2 separate regions of the Danio rerio genome follow, and region 2 is linked to region 1. A link is a contact called in public Hi-C data. All regions are on one chromosome and are shown on one strand. Each heading gives the region's core, a stretch centred on a gene start, on an enhancer-like site or on the middle of the called end of the contact. The rest is flanking DNA. Distances are from core to core; before and after follow the strand shown. Region 1 overlaps snx29 (sorting nexin 29). Region 2 holds the start of mrtfba (myocardin related transcription factor Ba).

The links. A called contact is a pair of places that touch in the nucleus more often than the background predicts.
Region 2: a contact with region 1 is called in a Hi-C map of skeletal muscle, with 4 times the contacts expected there. The contact joins the promoter of mrtfba here to the enhancer-like site in region 1. A contact is called at or near these places in 3 of 18 Hi-C or Micro-C datasets (caudal fin, hematopoietic stem cells and skeletal muscle) and 2 of 4 datasets of contacts at active chromatin or transcription factors (caudal fin and embryo).

The regions. Positions count from the first base shown.
Region 1 is chr12:21,100,349-21,104,604 of GRCz12tu, forward strand. The region is part of intron 11 of snx29 (sorting nexin 29); the gene reads left to right. Among named protein-coding and RNA genes, the nearest start is that of snx29, 28 kb to the left of the region's middle. Within about 2 kb of position 2,168, at least 1 of the 62 cell types and tissues checked has an H3K27ac peak or open chromatin away from gene starts, as enhancers often do. A contact at or near this core is called in skeletal muscle, where this site is marked.
Region 2 is chr12:21,648,030-21,652,285 of GRCz12tu, forward strand. It overlaps mrtfba (myocardin related transcription factor Ba), which reads left to right and starts at 2,248. Exons shown (of 16, transcript XM_009306704.5): 1 at 2,248-2,390. ercc4 (excision repair cross-complementation group 4) reads left to right here. Exons shown (of 12, transcript NM_199785.1): 12 at 1-295.

The DNA.
Region 1 (4,256 bases), core at 918-3,417:
CACCAAATTTGGGCAGTGTAATCTAAACAGTATTTTGTGATGTTAAATTGTGAAGATTCCACAATCAAGGGCCCTTCCAACTCTGCTTGTAGCTTCAATTGTGGAATTTTTTAACTTTCACCTACTACATACTTTACTTTTCCCCAGTCATTGAATGACCTGGCAATTCATTACTGTTATACTTTTGTAGTCCCCTGACCAAAAAATGGATCTGGTCTTCTAACACTTTCTTGTAATATTTTAGTACAGGTAAAAGTTCTCACTATTAACTAGTGGTTTTTCTAAAATATTATCTGTTTATTAATACTTAATAAAGTACAAATTCTGCTTGATCTCATTCTACATCTTGAATCCGACCCTATACCTAAACCCAACTTTAATAACTAATAACAAGCAAATTTATGTTAGTCATAGTCATAGTTAATGGTTTGTTAATAGTGATAATGTACCTTAAAATAAAGTGTGACCCATTTTATTTTTATGATAAAAAATGTAATACTGACACTTTTTATTAATTAATTGATTTTTGTTTATTTATTCATATCCAAATTACTCCTCACTCTTAAGCTCTATTTTCTGTTTTCTTTTAGATTTACTCCTACATAAAACACATTTATCTGACCTTTTAACATTAAATTTGTATATGGCATTAGATAACTAGGAATAGAGTTTTTTGTTGTTGTTGTTGTTGTTTTGATCAGTATTGTTGCTCTCATTTGAAAGTGACTTTGAATAAAAGTGTTTTCCAAATGATTAAATATAAACGTGATGAAAACTCATAATAAAAAAATAAAGGTTACAGCTTTACAGGAACAGAGATCAGATCAATTTAAAGTGTTTGTTTACACAAAAATAATAGTATATTACATTTTGCGTACATCATGTTGTTTCAAACCTCATGAGTTGTTTTCCTTCTCATAACACAACATTTGGAAGTAGGATGCATCTCTTTTGTAGTTTCTTGAAGAATATTAACAATACAGTCAGCGATAAAGACAATAAATGAACCCAAGGGTGACAGTGAAGACTTTTTAATTGTTACAAAACAAAGTCTTTCTAATAAATAGTTCCACAAAAGGATTAAAATGCACAAGCGTTTTCAGCATTTATAATAATGGTTAATGACTGTAATGGGTACTACAGCATCGGCTTTACCCTTAGGAATAAATGATGTTTTAAAACACATCTATATTATTGGTGAGCATAAGAAAATGCTTTCAGAGACATCAGGAAACATATTAATCCCAAACTTATGTATGTCACATCCTAGATTATAACTTTTAGTTTCTATCTATCTTTTTGTGTTCCCCTAAAAATAAATGAATAATGAAGTTTGTTTTGGAATAACATGAAGGTATATTACTTAGTTATTTTAAATATGGGAGCTTTTTCATTTTTGCGTAAACAGTTCCTTTAGCTATACTTTGTGTGTTTGGAATTCGTTTAAAGCTTGTAGACCTTTGAGGATTTGAGCTGTGGACAGATGGCATCATTGAGGAAATTTGCCTTGACTAGTGCTCTGTTGTCTAGTGGTTTGATGCAGATGCGAGACTCTTTTAATCATCATTTAAATATTGGCCGAATGACTTGGCTTAAAAAAACTGGACATTAAAATGATAATCTTACACTTTGCTGATTTTTAATTTTTTTTTTAATGTTGAGACATGCTGCACTTGTAAGTATGGGCAATGTTCTGGACGTTGATGGTACATTTTTTTTTTCTTTCGATCCATATATTAAATTCAAATTAATTTCATAATGCTTTTCATAATAGTTATCATTCCAAAGCAGCTTTAAAACATGCACACATTATTAAAGTATAATCAAAATCACAAAGAGTTGAGATGTTGAGCATGCTTGAGGGTTGTTTTTCTCCATCACCTGCAAAGTTCCTCTGTCCAGATGAGGGCACTGTTGGTTCAGTGTGAAACTCCCTTACTTTGTTCCTCTTTCTCTTTCTTTCTTTTGTCTGGACAAAACACAAGTTTGAGATGGGGCTGGAGGTGACTGATCCAGTTATACTTCAGCTTTCAAAAAATAAAAAGGAAAAAAGATGAAAGCGAGAAAATGTTCCATGCAGAGAGTGCCAGAATTGCGTTTGTGCTCTCAGACATGAGTAAAATTCAATTTTAGATCAAACGTGGTTTTCTCAGTATGCCTTAATAACCTATTAACTGCTATTTAATTATGAATACAACCAACTTTACCTTCAAGGGTTGAGAACGCTATATTCTTCTTCTGTACTGGTTTCTTATTTTCAATGCTTTTGTTAACATCATAGTTTGCCTATTATGCAGAAACAACAGTAAGTGACACATTCTTTTAGAGATATACTGTTTAAATATTAAATATCTGTTGTCATTTACTCCCTTTCATGGTGTTCAAAATCTATTTGTCTTTGTTTTTACATTTGAAACACAGCAGATCTCCTTCCAGTTAATGGTTCCATGTATTTCTCTGCTCCACAGAAGGTAGTAATTCATGATGGCCAGTAAATGATGATAGATAAATGATGATAGAATTTTCATTTTTAGGGGTAAACTATGATGATTTCCTAAAAAAGTTTGTTGAGATGTTATTGGTGTACCTGATGGCAGTAGTTGTCTAATCAATAAAAGATCTGGAGATTTATCTAGAAATTATGTTTACGATACAGGTATCATAGAAATCAGAAATGTTTTTCTGAACTTGGGCAGGATTGAAGGTCTGTTCAGAAATTGAAAGTCAGGGATTTTTTTTCAGATGTTGGGATATTAGAGATTTCTGTTTTATTATTTTTGTATTGCATTATACTTAATTTTGTGTACCATTTTTATCTCATTGTTTTATTTTTTTGCCAGTTTTTATGGTTAGCCAGTTTTTCACAGCTGTTTTATTCCTTTCCCAATTGTCAACCAACAATCAAATGCAGTTACCAGCTCATACCTGTTAAAATAGTGTCTGTGGGTGTTTTATTGTCAGCTCAGTGCTCAACCAGTCCCTCCTGGAGTTTGCGGGAAAAAGTTCTGATCATCGCAGCCTAAAATTAGCAATTTCCTGTGGTGATTTTGCCTTAATATAAACACAAATTTACACATCTTACTTCATAACTTTTTCAACCTTAAGGACAATTGGTCTCTGTAATTATTATAAAGGAATTACTGAGAGAAACAAACCTAAAGTGTTTACCTTTTTACCATATAAAGCCTACTTTATCATATTGAATATACATGCAAAATTCTATTAGTGACTAAAATAAATCATTAACAAGGATTGAAATAGACAAAACAGTTCAAATCTTTTCAATAATAGCATTAGACGAATTATGTTAAAATTGTACATTTTAGCGATCAATACAAATGATATAGTCTAGTTCAAATAGGCTATGGATGAAGACTTATTCCAGCACCACACTAAAGGCAGCGCCATGCCTATGACAACTTGTGATATTGCACAACAGATGAGGACATACTTATGCACAAATATAACTTCATCTAAAGAGGAGCTATTATGGGATTTTGAAATTATCTTCCTTGCAGTGTATAACGGCTCTAAATGAAAGAAAATTACAAGTGAAATCTGAAATTAAATAGTGTAGAAAGCTAGTCTCTAAAAAAAAAAGTCAACTCGAGAGTTGTTTCAACGGTTCGCCTTGCATTTGATCTTTAGTCGTTTCGTTGTGACATTGGAAATGGGGCTCACTTGTTGCGTGTGCAGACTCGGAAAAAAACTTGAACCCGCTCTCCCTCTCAAACACTGTAGCAGATTGTGGGGGATAGGATTGGATTATGGCATGAAGATGATCGCTGAGATGAGGTCATAAGGAATGAATAATTAAAGTTAATTTTTACAACAATACCACAGTATAGCTGTGTTTCTTATGCTCTGTTCCTATCATTTTAATAATGACCTCTACAGTAATCTACCCTACAACACTGGATTTGCCGGCTGTTTGTTATTAAAGAAAGGGTCAGTACCAGAGACTATTGATCTATGGGACTTTGTCAGACTTTGACAGAGACCTGACAGTGCACAGTTTATTTGTACCAGCTTCTTCCTCCAAATCACAACTTGTACACACAAAGTGTGATTAAAGGACCACCCACCACCCACTATCTTACATGACTGACAGTTTAATCAACCAATCATGTTTCAATTTGTGCCGTGCCATGTTTGGGGCCATAGATGTTCTCAAAACAACAGTCTGAGACACAATCGCTCATCATACATTCACGAATGTCTTTAAACAGCGACGCATCAATATTCTAAATGATCTG
Region 2 (4,256 bases), core at 998-3,497, 550 kb after region 1:
GTCGTGGAAATTGTACCTTGATAAAAGGGTTTATTTTCATATTTATTGTGAAATTAAGATGCAGTAAATGAATTTATGTATTTCTGAATATTTAAATGCCTTGTATTTTTAAAATGTTGTGTTAGAATTCGTAGGTTTGGTGTGACTTTGCATGTAGTTATAGATGTTCATTGTAGATAACTTGACTAACTGTACTGTAGAGTCATTGGCTTAGAAGGTGAGTTTCATATCACCACTCTTTTAGAAAAATGTTGCAATTTTTATCGTGATTGAAATAAACTATTTCTGTAATGAATTCTTTGTTTAATATGTCTATTAGTCTTTGTAAATGTGTTTAATGGGGTAAATCTGGGGCCGCAATAGGTTTCATAAACATGTTTAGAGAAAAAAAAAACATGTATACAATATAAAAAATAAATCCATAAAATTTACAGTAAAAAAAGGCAGCTGGAGTTAACAGTATTTCACCTTTGAAAATACGGTACAAACTGTAAAAGTAATCTCTCATTTTTACAGTAAAATACAGCATTTCATTAATTTATAGAGGCAATTTGTCTGTATTTTGAATTACCAACATCTACACATCTTTTGTTACACACACAGATAGACAGTTAACACATCCATATGCAGGTGGTGATGTGAATGTTACATAATGAACTAATGCTCATCACAAACAACTTTTCTCTCTAGCAGAAAAGTGTATTAGTTTATAGAAGGTGCTCAGTGTCAATCACACAGCTACTAAACACCAGAATGGTAACACGCATAAAATTAAAGTCATGAAATAAACATTGTTTATCAAGGGTAGGTGTAACATAAATTTTTAATGCGCATAACTGATGGAGAAACAACTATGAGGCAGTGGCGCAGTAGGTAGTGCTGTCGCCTCACAGCAAGAAGGTCGTTGGGTCGAACCTCTGCTCAGTTGGCGTTTCTGTGTGGAGTTTGCATGTTCTCCCTGCCTTTGCATGGGTTTCTAATATATATGTACAGTATATATATAAGGGTTGCACGGTTTACTGGTGCTATGGTAGTATCAAGATACTATGATTCCAAAAAACTGGCGGTGCCACTGTTTGTAAACGGAAGTATCATCATTAATGGTTTATCTACAATGGATAATGTTGCAATGTTGTGGAAAAGTCCCTAAAATGCTTACACGTTTGTGCAACAATAAACCATTTTATGTGAATAGTCTGTGGAGCCCTTTAAGGTTGCAAAACTGTGTAGAACTCGCACCTTTTATGGTAGCCTATTGCACGTTTTCTGATTCCTCAGTTTGAACACACATCTGAATCAGTTTATTTCTGTTCCTGTTAATATTATTTAATAGCTACAACAACTGCAACAATTTTTTAAAAAGAACGACTCGCAAAGTGAAGTTTTGAATTGCTTTGGATTGTTTCTTCATAAGACTGATAAAAATAGATAAAAACCCCAAAATAGCAACAGAAAACATTAAAACTATTTTTGACCACTTGCACCATAAAGCCTAATTTGTTGAAAAAACACTCTTTTGTAACAAGTTTTATTCGATATAATCTGAAAACATTATTTGAATGTACTTTTTGTTGGCTAGTTGTCTACAAAATAAACAAAAAGAATGAATAAAATTTGGTTGAAGTGGGGTGCAAATAATACTTTTTGGCCTTAGGGAATATATTAATTAAACTCAAGTAGGCCTATTATAACATAAAATATTCTGACATATTTCTTTATAATTTAAGTTATGAATTACAGTATAGCAATACTACTTAGTATCATGATACTTAAGCTGGTATTGTATCGTAAAATTTATTAATGGTATCACGACAACCCTAGTATATATATATATGTACTACAAATGTTGTTTAGAATTATTTTTTAATACTTATTGGCATTTTCAGCTAATAAATAAATAAACTGTATGATGTTTTTTTTAAATTCTGCAGACACATTACGAAGAGTTTAAAATAAAACACAAGTGTTTAATTTAAAATAACCAAAACAACGTTCAAACGGTAATGGCAAATCTTTTTCACATTTCAAATGTATTTATTTATTTATTTATTTATTTATTTATTTATTTATTTATTTATTTATTCCCAGAGCTGTTTATGTACATAAATAACTAAACTATAAACAAAAAAGACAGATCAATGGCGCCCCCTGATGGTGATCGACCTCTAACACCTCTGTTTGCGTCACTGAGTTCAGACGAACACACCAGCAGCGGCCATCTTACTTCCTCCAAAAAAAAAAAACTTCAGTCCCAAAGAAAAACAGAATCAACCCCAGGATACATGGGTGACCACATAAAGGACAGTTATGGAGCAATAAACCCAGGGGCTACGACGAGCGATCCTGACGCAGCAGTGGGGAACAGGGCAAGAAGCGACCATTATATGACAGTAAGAGATTTAACATGTAGCGCTGGAGTTCTTCTGCTAGCCTGTTTGCTGATGTGAGGATTGAATGTGAAACACGAATGTCATCTATCTACACTCGAGATACGCACGCGGAAATAAAAATAATTTACCAGATATAGATTTAGTATTCTCTGTTGATCTATAAATGACTTGTTTATTGCGGTATATTGGATGTTTACAGTTGCACACTAGCATGCTAACTTACAGAGTCTGTATAAACATTGAGTTATGATGTGTGTGGATCAATACTGACATGATGTTTATGGTAAGACTTGGATTTTCATATCACATTTTTCATTGTCATATACTATAGGCCCTAAGGAAGGCACTTGAATGATCTAATCATTTGTGTGAGGATAAACTATTGTTTTTCCTGTTTGTCTCATTAACTCTCGCTGAAACTGAAACTGCTTGTAAATGAGTAAACATCCTTACAGATCTGCAGTCTTCAGACAACTTCAGGTTGAACTTTATAGGAGAAACATTGTGACTATACACTCTTGGCATCTTCACCTTGTTGTCTTCAATGATGAATGTTTGAAATCATTATGTTATGAGATTTATTATCTCTCTTGTGATTTTGATTTAAAGTGAATATCTTAGAAGCAAAGCAACCAAATTCACCTGTAAAAATATACCTTTGACTTATTTCAATCTAAACATTTTAAGAAAGTTCATATTTAAACCAAGAATGTGTACTAAGTTTGAAATGTGTTTTTTTTTTTTTTTTTTTTGTAATTTGCACTTCCACTTTTTTATGATTTGGACTTTTCAGTCCAAAGTCCTCTTGGTGAGATTATTACATAATATTGCATGCTGTCCCGCCAATAAAAACTTGCATAAAACAAATTTATTTTGTTTCTTAAATATACTTATGTTGTAAATAGGCATGGGCCAGTATAAGATTCTGACGGTATGATAACTTACTTGGGTAAAAATATCTCGGTTTTGCGGTATCACGGTTTTGTGATTACTGCTCTGAAATAAGTTCTGTTTAAAACTCTGGGTAAAAAACAACATTCCCATTAAACATGGCATAATTTGTTTCAATAATTAAAATATTTTGAAACCGTAACATGTCACACTAAATAATTAAAATTAGTCATTGAATTTTGCTGACTTCATTAGTTTCAAAAACAGATTTTTTTTTAAGCTTGAAAAGGCATCTTTGGATATCTTTCTTTTCTTTGGATATGAAGTTAAGTCACTGCACTATTCATCACTACAGCATGTTGGATGTTGTTATAAGAGAATTGTTTTTTATATATTTCCTGAGTCATGGACTGACCAGTAGCTTGTTATGTGGAGGGTTTTATTCTACTGTTGCCCTAAAAAAACTAATTAAAATAACAACTTACAAATGACTTACACTCTCAGAAATACGCGAGCTGTCACTGGGGTTTTACCTTTTCAAAGGTGTACATTTGTTTTTAAAGGGTCCACATTGGTACCTCAAAAGTATATATTAGTACCTTAATATTTTAAGAATAACACTTTCTGTATTTTTAGGGGCTAATATGTACCCTTGAGGTATTATAATGGACCTTTTAGGTACAAATTTGTATCTTTGTATCCCCAGTGACAGCTTGCGTACCTTTATTTCTAAAAGTGTAGGAACGGTTTAATGGTATAAACAAATTCACCCCCCTCACAGTTGTCATGAAGGGTAATATTAGCTATATGAACCAAAATCTTTCTTTGTACCAGGCTGTAAACACCCTTTTTTTCTCTTGTAAAGTTGGCCATTCTAACAGTGGGCTCAATAGAAATTAGCTCTATATGTTGCCAGGACTAGCGGAATTTTGATGAATTGCAGTTTCAGTTACTTCCGTATGGGCTTCCCGAGAG